2 separate regions of the Rattus norvegicus genome follow, and region 1 is linked to region 2. A link is a contact called in public Hi-C data. All regions are on one chromosome and are shown on one strand. Each heading gives the region's core, a stretch centred on a gene start, on an enhancer-like site or on the middle of the called end of the contact. The rest is flanking DNA. Distances are from core to core; before and after follow the strand shown. Region 1 overlaps Stard13 (StAR-related lipid transfer domain containing 13). Region 2 overlaps Stard13 (StAR-related lipid transfer domain containing 13).

Region 1 (3,814 bases), core at 218-2,717, 43 kb before region 2:
AAAAGAGCAGGGATCCAAGCTCTAGGCTCTGCTTCAGTACTTTTTCCTACTCCATGGTGGCAGAGTCTAGAATATCACTGGGCCTTTCCTTTTGGGTGAGCAATATGAATAGACTATGATCACACACACACACACACACACACACACACACACACACAAACGTAAACACACATACACATATACATACACATACATATACACACATACACACATACATACATATACATACATACACACATATACACACATACGCACACATACACACATATACATACAAATACATATACATACACACATGCACACACATACACATACATACACACACATACATACACACATGCACACACAAGCACACACATACACACACATACACACACACGCTTGCACACGTTTTTCCTTGTCGTGTTTTAGAATTCTCTATAATCGTGTCAGTAACTCTTTATGTAGAAAACAGACGTAAGCACAGCTTGAGGGAGCCCATAAGAGAGGCATAGCCTCTCTGCCTCATGCAGTTGAACAGTGGCTTCTAATTTTTCTGAAGAAACAAATTCTGGTTTTCGTTCTGCCCCTGCTACTTACTGACTGCTCCGATGATTTTGGGGAACACACAACTTCTAAAGACCTTCTTCCGTACAGTAAGGTAAAAGGGTTTGGATTAAGCTCTCTGTAAAAGGTCCCTTCATGTCTGAAGTTGGATAATCCTGTGTTCATGAGTGTCCCTTGAGAGAAGGAGGGTTCTTTCTCCCACTGTCCTTACTGTCCCCCAGTATCTACCTGTGCACGGCTGATCTGAGTGCTTTAGTTACTCATGTCGTAAGACCTCGTGAGGATGTGCGGTCCGTGGTCTATTTAAATGGCATAATTACTGTAATTATAGAGGAACTTTTCTTCTCGGGGCTCCTGGCCTTAATGTGAAGTGGTCGTCATGTGCAGCCCATCGCAGGGGTACAGCAGGTAGGCTGTGTCTGCGTGTGTGCCCTTGCACTCACCACGAGATTTCTTTGCTTGAGAAGAAATAGAGGATTCAGAAAATCTCACTGCTGGGGAAAAGAGTGGAAGCTGGGCTTTTGCTTAGTCTGAAATAATCTTTAGACACAGCCGCTGAGTTAACTCCACTAACATGAAGTGAGCACGTCAGTCCCCAGCTGACTCCAGTGGGCGTGAGGAGCATATTTTTCTCTCCCTCATTACTGTGTCAAATGGCATCTTGAGAATTTGCCCAACCTAAGTGGTGAGCATCGCCCATCCCTGGCGAGGGAGGACCCTCACCCACACTAACTGGGTAGTGTCAGCCTAAATTAAATGGTCATTTGTTCCCCTGAAATGTTCAGTCCTTCTTACCCAACTGCTCTCTGAGTAAGAGGGTGACGGTGATGGTAGAGGAACAAAGGAAGCCCAGAGACCAGGGACTGCACCTGTCACCTTGCCCATCCCTGTTGCTCAAGCCCCTTGAAAAGGAGTGTGGCAATTGGCATCCGTCTCATTGGCTAACTCACAGCCAGCTTCTCTCCAGTGCAGGAGACTGGAGGAGGGCCTGTTCAGGGAGGCTACTGTTTAACCAAAGTTGCAGGTGAACGGGTTAGTGGCTCAAGAGGTTTAAATGGATAATGCTTAAAACCTTACTACATAGTACAAACAAGGGTGCACAAGTATACCCCAGGAAGAAGCTAGGGAAAGAGAGGCATGTGTGTGAACATAGAGGGCCATCCATGTGTGCATAGAGACCATTCATGTGAGCATAGAGAGCCATGTCATGTATGTGAGCATAGAAGTCATGCATGTGAGCATAGAGACCATTTATGTGAGCATAGAGATATGTATGTGAGCATAGAGGGCCATGCCCGTGAGCATAGAGGGTCATGTATGTGAGCATAGAGACCATGCATGTGTGCATAGAGGCCCAAGCATGTGAGCATAGAGGGCCATGCATGTGAGCATAGAGACCACGAATGTATGCAGTACATTTCTTATTTGTGCGTGTGTGTGTGTGTGTGTGTGTGTGTGTGTGTGTGTGTGTGTGTGTTTTGTTTGTGAATCACATGAGTATCTGGTGCCTGTGGAAGTCAGGGGAGGGCACTGGATTCCCGTGGATCCTGGAGTTGTGGATTATTGTGAGCCACCTCTCTGGCCCATCATTTACTTCTTGTACCTGGCAGTGGGTTTAGGACCACCACAAGCTTTCGCTCAGGAAGAGCGTCAGGAGAGGGGTGAGTGGATGTGAAAGAGGGCAGGTGCAGTCTTCCACAGTATAAAACCAGCGCAGAAGACACTTACAAGCTGCCCTCCCGGTCCGCACTGTGGGACAAGCCACGGTCCCAGGTCCACGCTCTCCCTGTCGGGCAGGACTCCCAGGAGGTGAGGATTCCAGTGGGAAATACTTCTGAGGTGAAGTAACTTGGGAAATGATGCATGTCTTTCCTTTCTTGAATATTCACACGCCATGAAAGCCCAGAGAAACTCTGCTGCAGGGAGCCATAAAGTTTGTTTAAACTGCCACTCTTTGTCGTTTGTGGTGACCCCATCCCATCGGACACCAGAGAGTGGGGTCTTCCGAAGCCAAGGCTTCTAAAGACCAGGCGGAAAGTGGCTTACCAAGGAAAGTGTGTGGCCTGCAGTCTGTTCAATAACTCTCTTTGTATTTCTGGCATGCGTCAGGCAGTACCTAGTTAGAAGTCATATTTTTGGAGGGTGACACTACACATTTTTGTTTTAAAAAATGGCCAATACCACATCTTTTTAAAATTTTTAATTAAAAAATTTTCATACAGTATATTTTGATAATATCTTTGCCTTCCCTAAACTCCTCCTAGGTCCTCTCCCACCTCTCCCTAACCACCACCACCACCCCCTGCCCCAATTTCATTTTCTCTCTTTAAGACAAACAAAACAGGGGGAACAAAAATAAAGTCAAAACAGACAAATAAAGAAAGAAGAGAAAATTCAACTGGGTAGAGGCAAGCTGGTCGCCTTTTTTTTTTAAATTAAAGCAATAGAATGAATATTCTATTCTAAGAGGACAGTCCCTGCTCATATGTTGAACAGAAAATTGAGAATGTGTTTGAACAGAGTTAATTGATTACCACAACAGTATAACTAGTCCCAGAGAAGTCTAAAACCCAAGCACAGATGTGCTGGACCAGGGCAAGGCTGATTCCTGGCTTTGCGTTGATCTGACTTACGGTCTAGTGGAAGTCTTGGAGGAGTCCCGAGGTGGGCCTAGCATTTCTGTAGCTCACTGAAGATGTTCTAGGGCTGTCTGGAAGTGGAGTCCTCACCCACAGGGAAGCGGGACGCCCTTCAGCGGCATCAAACTCTCACAGAAGCCTGTGTGCTAGTGTATGGCACCTGTCACCTCTGTGATCCAGAAACCTCTTTGGCTGCATTGAATGGATGGTGTCAGGCCATCCCTGATCTCAAGACCCCGTGTGTCAAGGAGAAGAAACACTCTCAGTACAGTGGGGGAAAGGGACCTGGGCAGAATGAGGTTATCAGCAGCTCGTAAATCCCCATTCCTGGGAAGTTTCCAGATATATTCTTAATATATTTTCCACTCTGGCAAAGACATAACATTTGAACATTTACATGATGCACAGTTTTTCTTTTCCAAACAGAAATTCACAATATATCAAAATGCTATAAGGGAGCACAGGGCGTATCCTCCTAGCTAGCCTTAGCCTTTTTAATAAAGTCATACCACAGTTCTCTCTCTCTCTCTCTCTCTCTCTCTCTCTCTCTCTCTCTCTCTCTCTCTCTCTGGCAGGACACACATCACCATGAAAATTCATGCACCAATGTTCAAAGAGACATAAATTCT
Region 2 (3,923 bases), core at 781-3,280:
TCTTTCTTGGAAGTCATCTTGTGGGGCGAGCAAGATGGGCTGAGAGGACCGTGAATCCCCTGGGCATTGTCTCAGATAAAATTCAGAAGTCTCAAGAAACAAAAATCAAAGCAAACCCCCCTCAAGGTGAGGCTCAGAAAGAGCCAGGAGCCCCAGGTGGTCGTGTGGTCAGACCTCTTCTAAGGAATGGGTCATTGTCCTTTCTGTGGGCCAACATAGAGCTCAGTGCTGCTGGGATGGGTGGGTGTGATGAGGGGAGAGTTATGGAAGTTGTTTATGGTGAGATAAATCCTGCAGGCACTCTCCCCATGTTTGCCTCCTCCAGTCTCCTACAACAGCCAGCCTTCCAAAGTTCAAACATTGGCGTTGACAGTGAAGCCAGCCAGGAGGAGTCCTGTGAGACTCAGTAGAGCTCCTTAGGCCGTGATGTCCAGCCACAGAGAACTCTCAGCCACTGGCTCTGTGACAGCCCTGAGCCTTGTCTCCCCTGTTCTTGCGTAGTGTGCTACCAATGGCTTCCCATTACTGTCCCTGGCCCAGGAACTACTGAGTTTGTCCTTCACCTGAGATAAATTCTGTCTTTTATGGTTTGGGGGCTAGGATGACCACTCAAGGGGTTTCTTGGGATGAAAGTCTTTCCATTTTAAAACTATAGCTCACCCTCTCTATGGCTCAAACCTCCTCTTTCTAAATCAGTGTTGTAGTAGAAAATACATGGGGTTTGTTTTGTGTTTTTTATTTGTTTGTGTGTTGTTTTTCCTCTTTCCTAAATACTCAAGCATTGAGAGTTTGCCTGTCTTTTCCTTTTGTGGGTCTGGAATTCTCTGCCAGATTCTAGCGTCGCACAGCTGTGATGTAAGCTGAGACCTAAGCCCCACATCGTGCAGTCGGCACATCCTCGGCTGTACCTAAGAGTACGTTCCGTGAATAAAGGGACACAGGCTGGCTTTGGGGATCCTCATGGACAAATAAACCATTCCTGACAGGAGATAATACAACGTTCAGATGAACCAACATGAGAGGAGCAGGAAACAGGCTGAGATTTCAGCAAGAGCGCGCATCAAAGAACAACCCTTGATCGGAAGGATGTTGTAAAGTGGGGGTGGGGGAGGGTGGGGAAACATGACTGTAGCTTTAAAAGGATTATGAAATCTCTACTCTTAAAAGCATGAACTTCCTGGAGTATGTGCAGCCCATGGGCCACACAGTCACAAGCAAATGCAACATCCAAGCAAATGCAAGTCTTTATTGTATTATTATTACTTTTACTATTACTATTATTATTATTATTTTCTAGTTCTTTTATTTACTTACTTTTTTGCATCATGTAATTTTCGTTACTCTCCTATTAGGGATATATATACATATATATATGTATATGCACATATATGTACATATTTGTATGTATATGTATCTATGTATGTATATGCATATATGTGTATATATTTGTGTATATGTATATATGTATCTGTATGTATATGCATATATGTTTATGTTTGGATATATATGCATACATATAACTACATCTTTGCTTATAAGAGAAAAAAGCATGAACTATCAGAGCGTCTTAGTTTAAAATGAAGATTTCTCCTGAAACAAGAGAAGGTGGGGCTTTGACAGCAAGAGTAACTGGCAACACATGGTTTTACCACAACAGTGGTGACTTTTCTCACCTAGAATTTATTTGGGGACGCTGACAGTCGGTGAATTCTTGTCACAGTCCTCCCTGAAGAGTGAAGCCTCCAAGGCCTTCAGCCATCTGCTCACAGTAATCACAGATTCCCTTTCGGATCCCATGACCTCTCAGGGCATTCTCGCAGGGGCCTCAATGCTCAATGCCTGGAGTGAGCGCTGGTCTCCTTAGAGTGCAGGCAGGGTCACCTCCACATTTGTGGGATTCACTGGGGGTTTTTCTCTCTGCTCTGATTCTGGCAGCAGACAACCTCCAGCTACTCTCCAAGAGAGCCTGCACACTGTAAACCCATTAAGGCTTAACTCCCCGGGGACAACAAAGAGAACTAACTGCCTTTTGAATGTGGGCTGTGTGGGGACAGCAGTGCCTTCTGGCACTCTGATGTGTCCTCAGGGCCAGGGTGATCTGTAGGGAAAGTTACAGGCTTCTGAGGGGATGTTTTCACAGGTTCTCCAAACAAAAGGCTCTTTCTTTCCACTCTGTCCAACTAGCCCTCTTGCTAATTAACTGAACCTAGAGGAGAGAAGGCGCTTCTGCAAAGAGACTCGCAGCCTTGTGTGCAAGTGTGCTCTCGGGAGTCCTGATGGCTTTGTTTTGCCTGTCTGAGGAGGCACTGAGAATGCTCTGTTTGGGGAGCTGGTAGCCAGGCTGCCTGCAGACTGTCACCGGGCACCTCATTTCTTCTAGTAATTTTCCCCATATGCACAGTCCAGCAAGCTTTGCTCACATGGCAGACATGGTAAGCACTTCATCTCAGTCACCCAGTCCCCTCCTGCGATTGCCCCGGTCATCACCTTAGGGTTCATTCAGTCCAGGTCTTCTTGGCACTCCTGTGCCTGTCTCACTGACTTCTGTTTATTGCCCTGTGGCCGCTATTTAAGAAGTCCCTTCCCGGCTGGGGATTTAGCTCAGTGGTAGAGCGCTTACCTAGGAAGCGCAAGGCCCTGGGTTCGGTCCCCAGCTCCGGAAAAAGAACAAACAAACAAAAAAAAAAAAAAAAAAAAAGAAAGAAAGAAAAAGAAAAAAAAGAAGTCCCTTCCCAGCCCATCTGTCTTAAATTACCTTGCTGTTTACTTCCCGCCCAGGGCCCTCTCTTGTATGTCTTTTGTATTCAGAAAATTCTGAAGGACCTGGAAGCTCATTAATTGCACCAGGCAATTTTTATTCCAGCAAGGTTACCACCATTTGGTACTCTTCTTAAGTCTCTGGAATTGTGACTGAACCTTTCGAAACCTAACTTTCAACACTACCTTTTTTTTTTCCTTTTTCCTTTTCTCCTTTCCCTGTTTTGTAATGTTTATAACTAAGTACTAAGGAGTTTTGAAAGAGTATTGAATTTTGTTTGTTTTATTCATGAGTATGGCCTTGACCACGAGGATACATTGTAAATTTGATCTGACTTATCAGTATTGAATCAAGATTTCTTATTTGTTCCTGTTTAGGCCGGTTTGGCTATGAGACTCAGGGTTGGGGGGAAGCTCTTCACAGGCCTCTAGTGGACACGCAGCAGAACTGTTGAAATCTCACATTCAAACGTGTTGGACCTTGGCGTTGTGGAATTAGGCAATATTGTTGGCATTTAGATGAAAGATAAGTAACTTCGTTTGCGCTGAAGGCACAGGAAATAAGAGCGCCCAGGATAAGCACTTGCCCTTGGCAGATCACTCCCTAGTCGTCAGCTTCCACCTGCTGTGTTTCTGTGTTGGCTTCTGTTTGTGCGCATGTGGGTCTCGGGGCCCTCGAGTCAGGGTGTAGCAAGTAAAGGGCAGAGGGTAACTTGCAGGAGTCAGTTCTCCCCTTCTCCCCATCCATCATGTGGGTTCTGAAAAAAATAAAACAAAAAAGGAGAGGAACTTGCCTCGCCCCAGGTATGGCAGAGAAGGCTTACAGTTGACTTATGGGAGAAGGCAGGGATATCTGAGAGAGTTCAGAGTGGCTGTGACCCTGAGGAGAGGCAGGAAGGGAAGAGAGGGGAGAGAGGGAAACCAGGTGCAGCAGCCAGGAGGCCCAAAGGTACAAAAAGAGGGGGGTAACCAAAATGGTTGGATTATATAGGGCTGGAGGAAGGGCAGCCAATGGGCTGGATTATTCATGTTAGGGGGTGGGGCATACCAACCAGCCAGGAGGGTGCAGTAACCTGGAGGGCCTGGGGGAATGCAGGGAGAACCTGGAAGTCTCTGCATTGATATGTTAAATAGGCCCCTTTGCCATTAGTCTAGGGTTGAAACCT

Evidence for each region. A called contact is a pair of places that touch in the nucleus more often than the background predicts.
Region 1: a contact with region 2 is called in a Hi-C map of Schwann cells, with 4 times the contacts expected there. The contact joins two enhancer-like sites. A contact is called at or near these places in 5 of 12 Hi-C or Micro-C datasets (Schwann cells, kidney and liver).

Annotation. Positions count from the first base shown.
Region 1 is chr12:5,562,459-5,566,272 of GRCr8, reverse strand. All of the region lies in intron 1 of Stard13 (StAR-related lipid transfer domain containing 13), which reads left to right. Among named protein-coding and RNA genes, the nearest start is that of Stard13, 5.8 kb to the left of the region's middle. Within about 2 kb of position 1,467, at least 15 of the 93 cell types and tissues checked have an H3K27ac peak or open chromatin away from gene starts, as enhancers often do. A contact at or near this core is called in Schwann cells, where this site is marked.
Region 2 is chr12:5,520,203-5,524,125 of GRCr8, reverse strand. The region is part of intron 1 of Stard13 (StAR-related lipid transfer domain containing 13); the gene reads left to right. Among named protein-coding and RNA genes, the nearest start is that of Trnap-agg21, 46 kb to the right of the region's middle. Within about 2 kb of position 2,030, at least 51 of the 93 cell types and tissues checked have an H3K27ac peak or open chromatin away from gene starts, as enhancers often do. A contact at or near this core is called in Schwann cells, where this site is marked.